Linked DNA regions of Mus musculus: region 2 is linked to region 1. The links are chromatin contacts, called in public Hi-C maps. All regions are on one chromosome and are shown on one strand. Each heading gives the region's core, a stretch centred on a gene start, on an enhancer-like site or on the middle of the called end of the contact. The rest is flanking DNA. Distances are from core to core; before and after follow the strand shown. Region 1 overlaps Bcas3 (breast carcinoma amplified sequence 3). Region 2 overlaps Bcas3 (breast carcinoma amplified sequence 3).

Region 1 (6,897 bases), core at 2,974-5,473:
TCCGTGGGACCGGAGTTTCCCTTTGGGCAAATGTCACCAAATCCAGAACTGGAAGTATCAGTTGAAAAAATAAATTCTGAGATTCACTATGTTATGGGATTGCTTCTCTTTGGACTTCCCTGTTTCAGGGAGGATCAGAGCAGGGCTCTGTCAGCAGCAAGAAATGATACTTGTCCACGTGTGAAGCTGAGATATTCTTTAGATGGAGTTGCAGTTGTAACTCGTTTCTGTACTTTGGAGAAGGAGAAAAGAATTGAAACTATGTTTCTGGTATCACTGTCTAGCAAGAAACAAATTAGATCCTCATTCTTTAACAGGACACAAAGTTTAAAAAAAATCAGTCTAGGCTTTGATCATTACTGCTGATTGTAAACACTGCTGCCTAGAGCCAGGTCATTACTTCTGCTCAAAGTAGAGAGGGCAAGTCCACGATCAAGCTGCAGAGAGCTGTAATCACTCGGAATCAGAATCTTCCAAAACAGCTTTAGAGAAAGTATGGGGGCGGGGGCGGGGTTGGGGGTGGGGGAAGGATCGGAAAGAATGGTATAATAAATACTCCATTAGGGACGAATTATCCTGGATGGCTTACATTTTATCTGCAGTTAAATGGAAATAAGAAAATAAATAGCACATCTTCACAACTTTCATATATTGTCCTTTTGGCCAAAAGTGCAATTGATGTTTATGAAGAAGGAAAAAATGTAATTAAAAGTAAATTTGTTAGTGTGTACAATGTAGTACCTACACTAAAGGCTTATTGTATTCCTTCATTCATTCTCAGAATCATTCAGTCACTGGCACCACTCTGAGAGTCTAACTGAGACAGAGAGTTGGTAAGCTGGTTTGTGACAGAAGGGCAACCTTCAACTCTTTCCTCCTCATTTCCCACCTGGCAGGCTGACTAGTCATGGCTGAGGGAGACTCTCATCCGCAACTGTACTTTAAAATGTGAACCCCATCTTAGAGGTCAGAACAGCTGAGAAACAGGGTGGGAATGGGGGGCTGCTCGATGGAAAGTGAAGGTATTTCCTGACATAGGCATTTTCCATCTTTGAAAGCAATCCAAAAGGAAATTTAGCTACGAGTTAAGAGGCACATACGCGGCACAGCGTTAAACCCTCGGAAGCTGAGGTCTGGAAGTGCTTGAAAGGCAACTCCAAAGTCTAGGCTGCTCTCCCAGGAGATGATGGGAATTTTATCTACTGAGGAGTTCACTGATGGGATCGTTGAAGCCTCTATGAACTCTGATTAGCGAACGATGAACTTGGTGAAACTCCAAGGCTGTGTTTTCTTACTCTAACTCAATGTGCTCATCCAGTCAGAATGGCTAAGATCAAAAATTCAGGTGACAGCAGATGCTGGCGAGGATGTGGAGAAAGAGGAACACTCCTCCATTGTTGGTGGGAGTGCAGGCTTGTACAACCACTCTGGAAATCAGTCTGGCGGTTCCTCAGAAAACTGGACATAGTACTACCGGAGGATCCAGCAATACCTCTCCTGGGCATATATCCAGAAGATGCCCCAACAGGTAAGAAGGACACATGCTCCACTATGTTCATAGCAGCCTTATTTATAATAGCCAGAAGCTGGAAAGAACCTAGATGCCCCTCAACAGAGGAATGGATACAGAAAATGTGGTACATCTACACAATGGAGTACTACTCAGCTATTAAAAAGAATGAATTTATGAAATTCCTAGCCAAATGGATGGACCTGGAGGGCATCATCCTGAGTGAGGTAACACATTCACAAAGAAACTCACACAATATGTATTCACTGATAAGTGGATATTAGCCCCAAACCTAGGATACCCAAGATATAAGATATAATTTGCTAAACACATGAAACTCAAGGAGAATGAAGACTGAAGTGTGGACACTATGCCCCTCCTTAGATTTGGGAACAAAACACCCATGGAAGGAGTTACAGAGACGGAGTTTGGAGCTGAGATGAAAGGATGGACCATGTAGAGACTGCCATAGCCAGGGATCCACCCCATAATCAGCATCCAAACGCTGACACCATTGCATACACTAGCAAGATCTTATTGAAAGGACGCAGATGTAGCTGTCTCTTGTGAGACTATGCCGGGGCCCAGCAAACACAGAAGTGGATGCTCACAGTCAGCTAATGGATGGATCATAGGGCTCCCAATGGAGGAGCTAGAGAAAGTAGCCAAGGAGCTAAAGGGATCTGCAACCCTATAGGTGGAACAACATTATGAGCTAACCAGTACCCCGGAGCTCTTGACTCTAGCTGCATATATATCAAAAGATGGCCTAGTCGGCCATCACTGGAAAGAGAGGCCCATTGGACTTGCAAACTTTATATGCCCCAGTACAGGGGAATACCAGGGCCAAAAAGGGGGAGTGGGTGGGCAGGGGAGTGGGGGTGGGTGGATATGGGGGACTTTTGGTATAGCATTGGAAATGTAAATGAGTTAAATACCTAATAAAAAATGGAAAAAAAAAAAGTGAAGAAAAGACAATGACTGCTTGCTGCTAACAGAACATGCCTCAACATTCCCAACCACAGGCATAAGCAAATGGCACGGCCTGAAGGCCGCTTTCCTAAGGTCAGAATTTAAAACTCTAATGTTATGGACCCTTTGTTACTAATAAATTGGGACAATGTCTATCATGTGATTTTATAGTATCTCCTGCTTTTCATTCTACTACTTGCCTCTAGTCTGTCTATCTTCTGTCTGTGCTTATAAGCCCTGTAAGTGATTCCCTTCAATAGCCATTACAGTACACCAGTACTCTTTAGCCACCATGCCCAAGTCCCCAGGTTACTCAGCATCTATTTGTTCTTGAGTATGCTTCCACTGTCACTAAGCATCCCCAAATCTTCCTCACCATTAATGTCATGGCTGAATAAATTATAACACTGAAGCTACTACTACTGTTATTATAACACTTAAAGTTAATCCTCAATATAGTTCTATAATCTGCACATCAGTTTTTTTACACTTATATTTTCATAGTGAAGTATGCCTTTAAAAGATCTCTAGCTGGTACTAGAGTAGTACTAAAGTCCTAGAAGTCTTGCTTCCTTAGAAGGCTGAAGCAAGTGCATGACTTAATCCCAGAGTTGCATATCAGACTAGGCAACAAATATTCAGTCTCACAAAAACATAACACACAAATAGCTTCTTGAGAAAAAGTGCAATAGTTGTCAGCTCTTGCCACTGTGTGAAAGAACTGAATGATTATGTTAGCTGGGTATAGAACTGAAACAAAGATTCTTTATCAATAAGTCCCATATATTAACATTTTAATAAGGACTAGGGTTCTTAGCATTCACAAAACCCTAGGTTCAATCCCTCGCCCCTCTCCTTCTTTGAATACATTCATCTCAGGGCTCCCCTCTGACAAGCTGAACATTAAGCATCGTTTCTTGCTTGTACACACACTGCACACATTATGTGCTTATTCAAAAGGTAAGATGTACATTCTGCTGAGATTATACAGAGAAAGGAAATCACCAAGAATTGTTAAAGATACATAAAAATTCAAGTAATCAAAAAAGCTGAGATCTAAGAGGAAGACTGTTGGTATAAAAGACCTAAAATCCACTTAGTTCTTCATAGGGTGGCCTATACATGCACAAAGTAGGCACTGTCTGCAAGTTCTCCTGTGAGGAAATAGCAGAGAATATTCACAATACAAGGAGCCTCTTTCCATTCAGACAGCTTTCAAAGGCAAATGTACTTTAAGAGAAGACACCTCTCCTTGCAGAATAGTTAGAAGAGCTTCCCTACAGTCAGGGCCCAAACAGATCATTAAAGTTAAACAGAAACAGAAGCTGCCAGTCTAAGAGCTGGAGACTATTTAAACTAAGATGAACTGTCCTGGACAAAGACACATAAATGTAACCCTGAAATTTTGCTCTGCACTGGCAATTTGGTGTGGAAGTGCAGAGAAAATCCAGAATGATGACTGCATTTGAACACTAGCATCTGGTGCCAAAGAGAGGAAAGGTTTTAAACCTTAGAGTCAGCACAGCTTTATGGCCTAGGACATTTGCTAGAAAGGGACTTGGATAGGAAAGAAAAATACCTTGATGATAAAAACTCAGGCCAGAAAGGAGAAACAGTCTACAACTGGGCAAGATTAGTTAATTCAGCACGTCACTAAAATAGGAAGAAATCTGTTAAGAAAAACAACATCACAGGCAAGAAACCCCCACAAACTTCTAACCTCAGGTTAATAGCAAGTGACCCATCTACTCTTAACCTCAAAGTCTGACCTCTTGACCCACAGCCAGTGGCCCTGTTCAGAAACATGTTGCCACCAGAGTAAATAAAAAAGAATGTAATGTGCTGAAATTGTTACTGCTAATGACAAGTGACACACACTTCATACTGCCCATAGCAAAATCATCAATAAATAACCCGGAACATGTCAGCCCATGGTATCGTTTCCTGCCCTGGGTCTAAAACTCTATTTATTTATTACTGTGAAAGGGGAAAAACATTCCCTTCAGCTCCAGGAACTGAAAGATGAAAAATTTTCAGGCAGAAAAATAAGGGGAAATATCAAGTGTGACTGTGCTGGCAAGCAGTGCTCCTCAATAATTCATATCCATGCTCTCTGTCCCTTGTAAAGGACAATGACAAGAGACTTCCACAGATAGCCCAGAAACCTTTCTGAGAATTAATGCACACCAGAGACACAGGCCCAACACAGAAGGCTCTGAAGAGTATTTTGAGTGACTTCTTAACATATCTTAGTGAAGGGTCTATCCTGATGTCCTGATAACTTTTCAAATCTTAAGAGTTGGTTATCAAGTTGAGTCTGTAAAGAATTCACATGTAGAAAGCAAAAGCACTTAGAAACTTCCAAAGGCTTGAACAAGTAAGACTTGTTTCACTCACCCTGACCCCAGCCAAATGTATTCCACATAAACACTTCTGGAAAAAATTCAGAGCAACAAATAGAACGAATTATGAGCATATCTATGACCGAATTTAAACAGCAGGAAAAACCACGTATACATAGGAAAAGGTATAAACAGAGCTGGCTCTGGGCAACACAGGGTAAAGCTGTGTGCATACACAGAAAAACAAAGTGAAGGTACAGGGACAGGCAGGTATTTCAAATAACATACACCTTAAAACAAAACCCACGTATACAATGTGTATGGCTTCATAAATAACCTACATTGCATAACACACAAAAAAGAAAAAAGGCTGTCTCTCAAAGTATCTGGGTTAAGGTGTGCACATGCACAAACACATGTTCTGTCTTCCTATCACATCTCTCATCAAGAAATACTATTTAGGAAAAGACAATAGAGAAGCAAACTGTACATCTGTGAAATAGGCTATTTGCTATTCAACTTGAAGACGAGATGGAAAAATCAAGGGAATTTGTTTGGCACAAGGCTAATACTTGTAGTCAAATGGAAACACAGAATATAAACTAACCACAATTCAAACAGATGATACTAAATTGTGTTTAACTGTAAAAGGTAAGTAATTTTTCATCTAGGCATATAATTTTTTTTTTTTTTACAAATACTTCTGTGCTAAAACTTCTCAAGAGTCAAAGATGCTGTGACATGCTTTTAATTGATTCGTTTTACACTCAGAGGGAGGATAACAGTGATTTGTGAAAGGACTTTTTTCCTTGCCTTGCACACATCTCTCATTTGTCCATCTTAATTCAATTAAAGGAAATAAGGACAGTTTGACCGATGAATGAACCATATTTTAACCGAGGACACTTCTATTTAAACTGGAGTGTATCAGCCACTGTAATTGTCAGTTAGTTACTTCCGTTCCCTAACTTTTGTTTTTCGAGGTCACAGCGTGGTCACAGAAGAGAAGAACATGGTACGATATGGATCACTACTCCAACCATTAGCTTGTTAGCCTGTACTCAAAAAGAGAAAACTTCAGGGAGCGACTGCTGCCTTATAGAGAAGGCTCAACCCTGACCATACCAATGCCCTTGGAAGCCAACTCAATAGTTCTTTATTGGGCTTTTGGTGATACAACTCTTGCCTCTACAGCACTGCTTTTTCTAGACTTTCATAGGGATGAAATTATACATATTATAGTCCTTTATGTGTAGCTTGTCATTTTAGCACAATGTTTTAAATTTATCCACATTTATGGGCATATAAGCATTCCTCCCCCTTTCTACATATGCATAGATCTTACCCAGGCTTAGGATACTACATCCATCACAGCTGGAATTCAATAGTTCCAAGGTTTCATAAGAAATAAGGTGAAAAAAGCCAAGGTTATAGGCAAGGCAGGCTCTGAAAATGTGAGGACATCTCAAACTGTCAGCAAGGTGTTGCCCAAGAAAGAGACTCTGTGGAGGAGAGCTTCCATATAAATCCAGGCATCCACAGATCTCAGAGCGTTTGTTCATCCCTTGAGCATGGATGAAATGTTGAGATATTTTCAGTGTGTGAACAAGGCTAACAGGGACACTCATGTACAAATTCATATACATGCAGATACTTATCCTGCAAGAAAACACAAACTATTTTGTTGTTGGTGGTGGTATTTTTTCAGAGATGAGGACCAAACCCAAGGCCTTGTGCTTGCTAGGTAAGCTCTCTACCACTGATCCCCAATCCAACACAAACTATTTTTAAAGGAGATATGCCATTCAAAACCTCAAAGATTCTCCCCACCTTACCCACGCTTGGTGCTGTCAGGCTCGGATTTGAGCCACTCTAGTGGCATCTGGTGTCATTTGTCCTAACAACAAGTGACAGAGCATCACTTTCCTTGTGATCTTAAAATCTTCTTGGTGATTGTTGTGTCATCACTGAGTTATAAAACTCCTTTCACAATCTGCATACAATTTGTTCATGAATATGGTCATCTCTTGTTCTCTGGGGAAGGGTGTCATACAAAGTCAGTGAAGGTGAATG
Region 2 (6,897 bases), core at 2,799-5,298, 33 kb before region 1:
AGCCTTTCATCCCAGCACTCAGGAGGGCAGAGGGACACAGACCTCTGTGAGTTCCAGGCCAGCCTGTTTCACATAGCAAGTTTTAGTCCAGGCAGAGCTACGTAGTGAGACCCTGCCTAAAAGATGCCTCCCAAATCCCCCCACAAAAACCCCCAAAATTAATAAAACAATCCTGTCTCTATAAAGCAGTGGAGATTTTTCAAAAACTGTTTGGTCTACACATTGTCTTCTGAAGATATTATTTGTGACCTTTCCGCTGTGATAAAAGCCCATGTCCAAAAGCCACTTAAGAAGAAGAGAGTTTATTTTGGCTTATGGGACAAGTTCATTATGGTAGGGAGGCGTGGCAGCAAGGGGCAGACATAACGGCAGGAGAGGGAAACTGAGAGACCACATGCTTAGCCACAAGCAAGAGACGCAGAGTGTTCTGGAAGAGCAATGGACTTTAAACTCTCCAAGGCCACCTCCAGTGGCGTACGTCTCTCCCAATGGCATCACTAACTAGGGACTAAGTGCTCAAATGCTGAAGCTACAGGGACACCCTCACTCAAAGCACCATAGAAGAAACTGAGGCTGCCCAGAGGAGACAGCGGGAAAAGCAAGGCTCTCTGCAGGGAAAAGTACAAGTACAGATCTTAAACTGCTTGTCTACTTTTAAATGATTATTGTTGTTGTTTTCTGAGGCAGGGTTTCTCTGTGTAACCCTGGCTTTCCTGAAACTCACAGAGATCCATCCACCTGCTTCTGCCTCCCAAGTGCAGAGATTAAAAGGTATGTGCCACCACTGCCCAACAAGGCTTATTGACTATTACATTTCATCCACCATTAACAAACAGTTGGCTGCGGCTGATGGCTACAATTTAAATTGTAGCAGGAAACAACAAGCAGATAGGCTGGTCCTGGGCTCCTGACTTCTTGCCTCAAACTCCCCGTCCAACCAAAGCCCATACATCTTCCTTCTCCTCCTTGGTTTTTTCCTTTATATCCTAAGCCTCTTGCTTTAGTCTCCTGAGTGCTGAGATGACAGATGTGAGGCACCACCTGGCATTACAGAGCTTAAAGAACAGCAGCTCAAATGTGTTCCTTTCAGTGTCATGGTGTAGCGAAAAGCCTATGGATCCGAGTCTCTAGAACCCAGCTTCAAAGTCGGTTCCTACTATGCATCCTTTATAGGCTCAGCCTTCTTATCTATGGAACAAAAACATTAATCTACCAGCAGGATTACTGTGAAAAGAAGAAACTACACAATGAGGGGCGGGGCCTAGTATGTGTGCGCATGTGCGTGCGTGTGTGTGTGTGTGTGTGTGTGTGTGTGTGTGTGTGTGTGTGTGTCTCATGGTGTGCATTGCTTTGGTGGCATTGCTCAAAGGTCCCTGACACCCAGAAGGTATTCTTACCTTCCCCCAAGTTATCAGGAGAATGTGATCTTCACACTCAACCCCAAGTGAAACACACTTCCCAAAAAATATTTAAGATGCAGGGAAAGGCTTTTAGGGCTGTGAACTTTCAACACAGGAATGATGTGCCCACTCTTTAAGAGTGTTCTCTTAAAGAAGCATATTCCCATTTAAAAGGTCACATTGTGAGCCATTTGGTTAAAATAGTAACACAGAATAAACATTAACCAGAGCTTCTCTTTGGTCTTTACTACTCCAAGTGTATCACCCCGAGAGTAAGTTGTACCTTAAGACATTTTAGGATTATCTTGATTAAAATCTTTGAGTTCTTAGTTTTAAGTAGGAAAAAGCTAATCTCTGAAAGCCAAGTTTAATACTTTTAGCATGATCGAGATCTTAACAGTTGCATGTTATCCTCTGTTACTCCTGAGTGACGTGCTGAAACATGATCACCAAAGGGAATGAAGTCCTTTCTGTGTTAATCTTCTAGTCACTGATAACAGAGAGATGATTAACATCAGACAGGGAAAGTAACTCATCCTTAGACCACCACACTCATCACCACTGCAGGACAAGGAAAGCTGCTCCCTGCCCTTTTAATAGCTTCTCTGAGGGGCTCAGTGCTTTCGGCTAAAAACTTTGAGGACCGAGTAAAACCCAAACCCGGAAATCTGTAGAGCTACAGTCAGCTCACAGCCAGGCTTTCCTCTAGGGTAAATGGGCATCTTCCACAGGCCTACCATCGAAACTCCATGCAGGGGGCTGTCCTCTCAGCTAATCAAAGATGGTGGTGCCGATTAACCACATCTATCAATTCTATGGTGGCTTGCACCTTCACATTCGAAAACTGAGCAGACACAATCAGCTTGGAAGAACTGTATCCCCACCATGTCTACTGCTCGGAGGAGAAGCTGGCTTGGAGGTGTACTAGTTTGCTTCAGTTGTGAAAAACCGAAAAAACTACCGATAAAAATGTAAAGTCTTAGGTTTCCAAGCATTTGGATTTCTTGTTTGCGTGTCTGGACTCTGCAATATCCATTTTGATTTTGCTATTTCTAGCCCATAAAGCCGTCACGGGAGCTTGGCCTCGGCGCCCTGAGAGGAAATCTGGCTTCCACCTCTGGGACACACGTCTCAGTGCTTAAGTCTCTCTGACCCTGCCAATCACTCCTCCCAGAAGCCACAGCCTGGCTTACAATAACAGAGTATATCAAAGAAGACAGGAAAGAAAACAAGACAGTGGCAAGGTCAACAGAGGACAAGAACATGGTGCCGATACCCCACGGAATCTGGGAAGCAGAGAGCCATACACTAACGGCATCAGATGTATTTCCCAGAAAAGGCAAAGCCGTAAAGGCCGATACCTCGCCAAAGGCGGCTCTTGCTGCTTTCAAAGCTCTGTGGGAAGTAACTATAAGACTGGACTGTGACAGAGTCAGTCAGATGGCAGAACCATTTGCTGAGTTTCATTGCAGCCCACAAGTTTAAACCAGTGTAGGGTGGCAACTGTCACACCCAGGTCCTCTCCAGTGTGGCAGTCACCCGTGCACAGAAATCTTCTCACAATTGCCATTCTACACGGAGGCCTCTACATGAAAGCACACCTAGTCCATGATCATAAAGTCAGCAAGATAAAGGGAGAGAGCCTGGTGCTAAGAAGTTGGGATCTGAAGTTACCTAGGTTTAAGACATCATTCTTGCTGCATGGACTTGGGAAAGTCACTAGGATTCGTTGAGTCTCTCAGAGAGTTATTTTGATAATTTAGTGTCCTGGCGTATGGTACAGTCCCAATACGTGTTAGTTTATTAAAGACAGCAACTTCAAAAAAGAAGGGGAACTGTGGATGGCCACTTCCTCTTTCTTCTGACCCCCTGACCTTGATGCAGGCTCTCAGCTACTCTCTCACACTGCCTTCTGTATTTCCTGCCTAAGTCCCTTTGCCCTTATCTGGCTCACTCTGAATGTTGGTCCATACATAGTGACTAAATCACTCCAAAGATGCTCATCTTCACTGACACATCACCAAATCACTAAGGCAACTTTTGTTTAATGGAAGGTCTCATTACGCCACTCTCACTGGCCTAGAAGTTGCTGTGCAGACCAGGTTGGCTTTGAACTCAGATACCTTCCTTCCTCTGCCTCCCAAGGGCTAAGATTAAAGAAGTGCATCACCACTGCCCAGTTTTTGTAAGCTTTATCCAGCATGGAGCTTTCTCAATCATAGCACTTAATAAAATCAGTTAATGGAATAAATGAGTATCAACTATTCTCTCTCTAGTATAAGATCTAAGGAAAAGAATCTCTTGCTCTCGCCCTCCCGCCTTCTCACAGAGCAGCAGCAAAATGCGGCTGGTCACCACCTCAGGCACCGCAGGACGCGGAAGTTGCCAGCACTCCAAACTATGATAGTTGGCACACTGCTCTTTGCATCCAAGGAGTTAAATGGAGTCCTGGGGAGATAGAAATCTCTGGTTTTGTTGTTCAGTGAGGCTGCCTGACAAATGAAGATCCAGCTGCAATTGAAACATTCCAAGCTCACAAGGCGCCAAGTTTTACTAACTATAATTTAACTGGTCCAACTGCTGCAGCCCAAATTCTTGTTTAAATAATCAGCCTTTGTTTGAATACGCTCACAAACAGCACAGGCTAGCATTAGCCTCTGAGTATGTCATGTGAGCTGATTACCCCAGCTCGCAGTAGCAGAAACTCATACACAGAGGAGGATTATTCTCCTGGTATTACTGTTAGCTAACATATAATCAGTACCCCCACCCCAGTCTGCATCTCTCTTCCATAGTCTTCCCCAACCAACCAACCTCTCCCCCACCTCACCCCACACTCCCCTCTCCCCACACCCTCCTTGCTTCAAAAGTCTTCCAAGTTCAAACAAAGTTGAAGGGTGAAAAGGTCAGGAAAGTTTCGTGGCTGTGGCTGCTTAGAGAGAGGTAGGCTGAGCCAGGGTCTCGCACTCAACATCCACTAAAAGCTCAAGACTCTCATATTTCACTGTATTCCGCAGTGCACGGGCGCCTTGACACAATCTGTTTGGAATGAAATTAAGCCCTTGTTAATAAATTTTAACATAATAGAATAACTCCACCTGCCAAACCATCAAATCCGTGCATGAGCAACTCAAGTGGCTAACTCATTTGTCAAAAATGCCAAATTCTCAAACTTGTCCATTTGAGACAAAAGATACTCATTTGGGACCAGTGCAGTCTGCCTGTCTGCAAGCCACTGGCTATAAATACCTGAGGAAGACCGTGGAAACCCTGTACCTATTCTGTCTTCCAGCCTCTACCCGGCCAGTCACAGAGTCTGGAAGAATCAACACATCTGAAGTGCCTGGGACAGAGCAGGGCTGACTTAGAAAACAGTATTCCTTTTTGGTGGGAAGTTTCGAGTCAGATGTGTGGTTCTCACAATCAGTGCAAAAGCTGTTGGCTAGTCAACACCACAGCTCACGGTGAGCCGGCGGCATCGGCCAAAGGAACGTGGTTGATTACAGTGATGCAATTCAGAAAACTGTGAGTGAGACTGCAAGGCAGTCTGGACGTGGAGGTGCCCGTCCCTCCCAGCAGCCACTGTGACGGCAGCCACAGGGCACCCCAGGGAAGGACAGTCCTTTCCTTTGTAGGGAAGCCTGCGATTTCTTCAGCAGTTTACAAGAGTCTGCAAGGTCTCTATTAAGAAGATGGGTAGGAATCGAAACATGTCAGCCTGCTCACAATCAGAGAGGGGGCATGGGGAATCAAGGCAATCCCTTCGAGTTCCAAAGTCCACAGCTTTCCTTGTGCGTGGTCACGGGGCCTTGGGCAAACAAAGGCGGGAGCTGGGAACTAGGACCAGTGGGCAGAGTCCAGCAATCCAGGGTATCTGTCTCCTCTCTCTTCACAGAGATGAGGGTTTCTGCTGTAAATCTGTGGTTTCCACATGCTTACACCCATGCTAGTTCTTTGTGTTGATGTATTACAGTGATTACTACCTTAAGTCACACAGTACAGCTCAAGACATCTCTCCCTGATATGAGTAGAGAACAAAAAGAAAAAATATAACTAAGACTCAGTTCACATTAATCAGAATTATGGACTGGCACAGCTGGAGGAAAGCTCACCTAAACTGGAGCAAGAAAGCACCCAGAGCTAGCAGCAGAGCCAGAAAGGGCTTCTCCCAGCACGCACCCGCGTTAGCCAAAGCGTCTTCTCTCACGTCTGTTTGGGATCCTGCAGAAAACTTTATCAGAAAATAGTATCTGCTGTTCGGAGAGATAGAATGAGAGGCAGGTTCAAAAGTGAAAGAACTTGCTGATATTTCATTTTTAAGTTACACAAAAACAAAACAAAAACTAGAGGGGCAGGGGGACAAGGGCTGCAGCTTGGCCAGAGTCCCTGGGTGAACTGGGGAGGGTTCCTAGAACCCATTCGGGCTTCAGATCTGGAGCAGGGGGCTTACCCCTTGTCTTGGTCCTCTCTTTACTCAACCTGGACAGGGAAGAGCACCAGGCTCTCTCCCTTTATCATGCTGACTTTATGATCATGGACAGTTAAAATAGAAATATTCCTAGGGATATTTACCTTGCACAGGAGGCCACACTAACGTTCTATTTTAGAACTGGATGATGACCTATGAGGAGCTGGGCTGATGGGCTGGCTTCAGGTAGAAACTTGTTTCTGCAAAAGCTATTAGCCACACAAGGGTCTGGGAAACTCAGATTTTATTAGGAAATCTGTAAAAGCTTGGGGGTCAAAACTCTTCCCTGGGGCACAAAGGTGTGAAGCTTCTGAGAGGAGATTTGAGCTTTCAGGGCCTGCCCCATCAGCTCTAACCTTCATTGCCCCACCCCACCCCTCATTTCCACTGCTCCCTTAAGAGTACAGCCAGATAATACAGAGGGGAAGTATTTTCAGAGCCTTCTTAAGTAGTAATGAAGTTTATCACACTCCTACTCCAAATAGCCACTCCTTTAGTCCCCAGGGAGTGTCACTCAGCTGCAGATCCTTACAAAGCAATGACTTCTTCTAGGCATGAAACAAACACAGGGGCACAGGGCTCCATCTGGAAACACAGTCAGACTGAGGCAAACTCCATGAAATCCCAACTGAGACAGACAAAGCACTTTTACTAGCTCAAATCTTGCAGTAGTGATATGTTAAGCAGATACCTGATTCTCAAACAGCAATAAGAAAGATACTGTAATAATGATAATAACTATCCTTTCTGCAGGTGGCACTACAGGGGTTCAAAACATGCATAAAGCAGGAAGACTTAACCCAGACTGAAGTAGGTCTTGAAGGAACTGTCCATCACTCTGGTCCCAGCCCTCTTTTCTTAATATAAAGTCTCAGATAACCCAGGTTGGCCTCAGATTTACTATGCAGCCAACTGGACTGTCCTGTTTCCACTTTCCAGTTGCTGAAGTTATAGGCATTGCGTCACCAGGCCTGGTTTATGTAGTGTTAGGGACTGAACCTACGGCTTTGTATATGCTAGGCACCCAAA

Evidence for each region. Hi-C and Micro-C count contacts between places; a contact is called where the count stands out from the background.
Region 2: a Hi-C map of liver shows a contact between it and region 1, with 1.6 times the contacts expected there. The contact joins two enhancer-like sites. A contact is called at or near these places in 1 of 15 datasets of contacts at CTCF or cohesin (the NIH/3T3 cell line), 4 of 484 Hi-C or Micro-C datasets (the N1E-115 cell line, embryonic stem cells, liver and 1 more), 1 of 115 datasets of contacts at active chromatin or transcription factors (embryonic stem cells) and 1 of 9 other capture datasets (embryonic stem cells).

The regions. Positions count from the first base shown.
Region 1 is chr11:85,660,892-85,667,788 of GRCm38.p6, reverse strand. The region is part of intron 22 of Bcas3 (breast carcinoma amplified sequence 3); the gene reads right to left. Among named protein-coding and RNA genes, the nearest start is that of Bcas3os1, 55 kb to the left of the region's middle. Within about 2 kb of position 4,223, at least 3 of the 459 cell types and tissues checked have an H3K27ac peak or open chromatin away from gene starts, as enhancers often do. A contact at or near this core is called in liver, where this site is marked.
Region 2 is chr11:85,694,067-85,700,963 of GRCm38.p6, reverse strand. The region is part of intron 22 of Bcas3 (breast carcinoma amplified sequence 3); the gene reads right to left. Among named protein-coding and RNA genes, the nearest start is that of Bcas3os1, 22 kb to the left of the region's middle. Within about 2 kb of position 4,048, at least 71 of the 459 cell types and tissues checked have an H3K27ac peak or open chromatin away from gene starts, as enhancers often do. A contact at or near this core is called in liver, where this site is marked.